Linked DNA regions of Danio rerio: region 1 is linked to region 2. Evidence: chromatin contacts called from public Hi-C data. All regions are on one chromosome and are shown on one strand. Each heading gives the region's core, a stretch centred on a gene start, on an enhancer-like site or on the middle of the called end of the contact. The rest is flanking DNA. Distances are from core to core; before and after follow the strand shown. Region 1 holds the start of si:zfos-1451h6.1 (a long non-coding RNA gene). Region 2 holds the start of si:ch211-253b8.2.

Region 1 (2,700 bases), core at 196-2,695, 160 kb before region 2:
GAGAGAAAAAAAAAGCGTTACAAACTAGAGCACATCTACTTTTTAGGTCCATCAGCTCTGATGGTGCTTCAGATAAATTGGCTTAAATTGATTAAAGGGGTCAACACTATCGATCTGCTGGGGAAAAAAGGTCAGTCATCATGTGCACCAAGTAAATAGCCCCCCCAGAAAAATAAATGTATCCACACCTGCTTCAGAGTATGATGGGGTTATTGAATCCTTCTAAATTCAGGACCATCCATTTGATTGAAGCATGATCTCTGAGGAGAGGAATTGTAACAAGTTAATTGAAACTGAAATTTATACAACCACAGTTTTAGTGCAGCCATCTGGTTGCTCAGATAATTTGGCTTATTTTTCGTGTTACAAGTCAACAGAGTCGATCTGCTGGGGAAAAAAGGTTAGTCATCACGTGCACCAGATAAAATGGCACAAAAGGTCTAAAGAACAGATCCATCTTTACCTGCTTTACAGTATGATGGGGTTCTCAAATCCTTTCAAATGCAGGAATATCCATTTGGTTGGGGAGGGATCTGTGAAGGGAATGGTAAACAATGGTTAGTTGCATTGAAATACTTAAAACCATAGCTCTATTGTAGCGGTCTGGTTGTTCAGATAATTTGGCTTATTTTCGTTTCAAAGGTCAACAGAGTCGATCTGCTGGGGAAAAAAAGGTTAGTCATCACGTGCACCAGATAAAAATGGCACAAAAGGTCTTAAAAAATAGAGCCATCTTTACCTGCTTCAGAGTATGATGGGGTTATTATTACACCATTTTAAACGTGGGGGTCATCTGTTTGGTTGGAGTATGACCTGTGAAGGAAATGTTAACAAATGGTCAATTGCACTGAAATATTTAAAACAATGGCTTTATAATAGCCATTAGGTTGCTCAGATAATTTGGCTTATTTTCGTTTTATAAGTCAACAGAGTCGATCTGCTGGGGAAAAAAGATTAAGTCATCATTGCTACCAGAAGTTAAGCAGAATACGGTGTTAATGATACACTCACCGAGATCTGAGAATGTGCAAGGGCAAAACTCCATGATTTCGAAGTCAACATCCTACATAAAAAGAAAGAAAAAGCTAATTAATACTAATAATAATGGCGTTTAAAAATATTGCCTATAGTGCAGCATTTGTGTAGCAGACCAACGTTTATGTAACGATTACGGTTTAGCCAGATTCATCAAGTAAATGCAACACTTTAACAAAAGTATATATTGTTGCACATTTCCCGCGTGCGCCGAACTTAGCCACGTGTCCAGCGCATATAGTTACATCAAAATTCTGATTTGTTGTTTCATACTTCCGATTTGACCGTAAACACTTCTACAATGCAATTATTCAACGCGTACTTACAATTAAATGTTATGAATAATTACAATATACACACAGCTTACCTCAAAAGCGAGTAGGAAGTGGGAAGGAAGAATGAGCGAACTTAGGTTATATAGTCCCTACGCATGCGCAGTTATTCAAGCCATTACGTCAGCGAGAGCGTTGTTCCAGCATTATAAACTTCAATCATCCACTCTTTTTCTAAAGGATGAATCACAGATTCCTCATGCTATTAAATATATTAAAATGTTTTCAAAAGCTTCAGGCTTGACTCTAAATTTAGATAAATGTGAGCTGCTTGCTATAAAGTCCTGCTCGGCCTCTATTCTTTATAATATCCCTGTCAAATCTCAAGTATGCTACTTAGGTTTAACTATTTGCAAAGATGATAATATTAGAGGTAAATTAAATTTTGACCCAGTAATTGCCAAAACAAAAAAAAAATTTAATTCTTGGCTTCAAAGGGACTTGTCTTTAAGAGGGAGGGCACTCCTTGCCAAAGCTGAGGGTATTTCAAGAGTAACATATCCTGCTCTCTCAGTTTGTGAACAAGTTTTTCTGTGCTGAGGTTGATAGAATGCTTTTTGACTTTCTTTGGAAAAACAAAAGACACTATATCAAAAAATCTGTTATTATAAACAGTTATGATTAAAAAAATGAAAAATAAAATAAAAAATAAACTTCAATCATTAAAAGAAAAAAAAAAACTTCATTCATTCCTTTTCTTTTCTTTTTGCTTAGTCCCTTTAGTAATCTGGAGTCGCCACAGAATGAACCGCCAACTTATTCAGCATATGTTTTACGCAGCGGATGCCCTTCCAGCTGCAACCCATTTCTGGGAAAGCATTATAAACTTAGAAAAGATCAATTTAATTTATTTTCTTTGTCAATTCCATTCCAATTGCAAATTTACTAATACCAAACCATATTTTCCTGTTTTTTTTGTTGCAAGAATTTAGTCATTATTTACATTTAATTTAATTATCTAAAAATAAGAAAGCAAACAGAAGACTTTTATTTTGTAATGACTTTAACTTATGTACTGTAACTGATTCTTAAATATCTTACCCTCAAGTTTATTTCATGTTCTTTATTTTCTTTCTTTCTTTCTTTCTTTCTTTCTTTCTTTCTTTCTTTCTTTCTTTCTTTCTTTCTCTTGTATCTTTTTTCATTGACAATGAAATATTCTGTATTGTAAACAAATATTGCAACAAACTTGTCAACTGTTTTTTTTTTTTTTTGCAATAAATAAATAAATAAATAAATAAATAAAATAAAACAAAATAAAATAAAATAAAATAAAAATTTCATTTTGTAAGTAACAACCCGATTCCCTAGTTCACTTATTTTGGCAATGCAG
Region 2 (2,700 bases), core at 96-2,595:
GGAATATGTCTTTTATAATTTCGATGTCATTTTCTGGTCAAATTGTTTCTGTATCAAATAATATTCCACCTTACATGTTTACCTTAGTTTATACTGTAGTGAAATGTTCAAAATATTTGAGATGACAATCGGGGTGATTCTGTTATATGGAATTATAAAAGTTCTGGAAAAATAAACTAAAGTTCTGAAAAAGTCTTGAAAATTTGTTTACTAAATGTCTGTATACTTGAATATGTTTTGCTTGGTAATATTGGCAGGGTTCGACTTGCCACGGAACGTTTAATTTCTGGAATATCATGGAATTTTAGATGGTCTATTGAAGTAAGACATGGAATTTTGAAATTATTTTAAGTCATGGAATGTTAGGGATTTTTACCAACGTACACTACCTGACAAAAGTCACTTATTCAAGTTTTAGGAACAACAAATAATAACTTGACTTCCAGATTATAATAAAAATACTTTTATGATACAAAAATGGTTTCTCCTGTGTTTCTCATCTAAATTTCGCCGAAATTTTCCAATAATTGGGAGGAAGAAGTCTGCTGACACTGTGCTGAAAACTTCGGAAGCATGCCATGGTTAACCCTGCTCTGAAAAAAGTGTTGCATGCAGAACTGTTGCAAACAATTTATTTGTGTTGAATATAAACAAACAAATTAAGTTTATTAATGTTCAACTTAATTTGTTCGTTTAAATTCAACACTAATAAATTGTTTACAACCACCTTACGTAAAAAAAATTGAGTAAATCCAAGGAGTCATCTCTGAATATTTTTTTTCAGTGTGAGCAAATACCTTAAAACTCTGTTACATTGATTCATTCATTCATTTGCTTGTTGGCTTAGTCCCTTTATTAATCTGGGGTCGCCACAGTGGAATGAACCGCCAATTTATCCAGCACATTTTTACGCAGCGGATGCCCTTCCCATCTCTGGGAAACATCCACACACACACTTATACACTACGGACAATTTTGTGTTACATTTAACCCCGCGTAACTTTGTGCCCTGCACTCCCTTATGTTTTTACATTTTTGAGCTAGATGCTGATTTTCAAAAAGGTGGAGTGTTCATTTTAGTAGAGTAGATCAGATTATTTTAAGACCAAAGAGCAGACATACAATACTCAATTCTGTTGTTTATTTGAAAGGAAACAGGGTTGTGTGAAATACGTCAACAGCTGAGCTTGCTGTTATAGAAAGCAAATTTCAGAACATATATATGTGGCACACTTTAAACAAAGGAAGAGTCTGGTAAAAAAAACAAAATTAGTTTTAAACTTCATAAAGTGTAGAGGACTCGGAAATGGGAAGTAAACAGACTGAAATCGTTTCCCACTCCAGTACATGAGATGGCGGTATGCAGCTAAAAATTTGGCGCAACCCGCTAATAAACACAAGGAAGAAGAAAAGGTGAGGAAGAAGAAAGGACGCTGTGAGGATACGGAAGAAGAACGAGTTTGTTACAAAAGCAACCAAAATGGGACTTGTGTCTATTCATTCTTTCTTATTGAAGCGCATGACTGCAGTAGCCGAAGAGATATTCGACGCTGTCAAAGGCAGCATAACTGAATACGAGCAGGAGATCGAGCGTCTGAAGCAGGAGAACTGCTGTCTCAGGAACACGCTGAGTCAAAGCAGAGTCTGCAGCCGTGCAGAAGCACACCATGGTTAGTCTTGTGATTTGCTTAATATTCCCTTTATTTCTTACTTATAAAATTTTCAATAAAAGTCGCATACTTATTAAGCGTTAGCTGTCGAACTACTGTAATTATTTTACGTATTTTTTTTTTTACCACGTAACCATTGTAGTAAAGTTATCTGTCAGTCTGTTTACATGGTATCAGCTGTTGGTACTTAAAATATATCAGATTAAATTACTGAACCTCGATATTATTTAAAGTGCTATATTAATAGTTGTTAAAATATTTAAAATAAGATTTATAACACTATAATTTAACTCGTATAGAATGCAAGAGCTGTCACATTTTCTGTTTATGTTATATGAATTAATTTCAGATCTTTTAATTAAACCTTTAAATGTTTTTGATTGTCAATTAGTTTATTTTAAGGATGAACCGATATGGTTTTTTGGGCCGACATCGATAACCGATAACTCTTAAGATTTGGAGGCTGATAACCAATATATTATAGATATAAATATTTACAACACAACTGATTTTATTTTAAAAACTTAATCAATCCTGATTTGTTGGTAAATGGGTTGCTGATCCATTCCTTGGCAGTTTGCGGATTCTTTTCTGGATCTTTCCCCTTGGCAAAGAATCTTTCTAAAAACATCTGTTTCTTACACATTTTGCTGCTTGTGGGTAAAATTTTGACGCTCAAGTGACCGAAATGTAAGCGAGAGAATACCGTAATTTTTCAAAATAATAGATTTCAGACTTTCAGATTTCAAAGATCGTTCAGACTCAGATAATAAATAAAACAGAAAAAGTTAATGTTTTCTTGTGCGACCTAGTACCAATTTATTCCACGGACCGGTAACGGTCTGCGGCCTGGTTTTTGAGGACCACTGCTCTTAAATATCATAGGAACAAAACCTTTGTGGTGTGTTTTAGACTTTATCAAAGAGAAATGAGTTTTCAATGTAATATTGAATTAAACTGAATATTATTTATGCTTCATGTCACACAGATACTCCAATGCCCGAAGGTGAAGTCACGCAAGCTCCCTTGG

Evidence for each region. Hi-C and Micro-C count contacts between places; a contact is called where the count stands out from the background.
Region 1: a contact with region 2 is called in a Hi-C map of hematopoietic stem cells, with 2.4 times the contacts expected there. The contact joins the promoter of si:zfos-1451h6.1 here to the promoter of si:ch211-253b8.2 in region 2. A contact is called at or near these places in 2 of 18 Hi-C or Micro-C datasets (hematopoietic stem cells and an unstated tissue).

Annotation. Positions count from the first base shown.
Region 1 is chr11:7,242,198-7,244,897 of GRCz12tu, reverse strand. si:zfos-1451h6.1 (a long non-coding RNA gene) reads right to left here and starts at 1,445. Exons shown (of 6, transcript XR_012386979.1): 1 at 1,403-1,445; 2 at 1,012-1,063; 3 at 740-813; 4 at 464-533; 5 at 189-260. It overlaps LOC137496759 (small nucleolar SNORD12/SNORD106), which reads right to left and starts at 976; the gene lies at 883-976. LOC137496756 (small nucleolar SNORD12/SNORD106) reads right to left here and starts at 696; the gene lies at 603-696. It overlaps LOC137496758 (small nucleolar SNORD12/SNORD106), which reads right to left and starts at 422; the gene lies at 329-422. It also overlaps LOC137496757.
Region 2 is chr11:7,078,285-7,080,984 of GRCz12tu, reverse strand. It overlaps si:ch211-253b8.2, which reads left to right and starts at 1,345. Exons shown (of 3, transcript NM_001201560.1): 1 at 1,345-1,670; 2 at 2,659-2,700. The coding sequence starts at 1,481. It overlaps zgc:173548, which reads left to right. Exons shown (of 2, transcript NM_001105705.2): 2 at 1-192.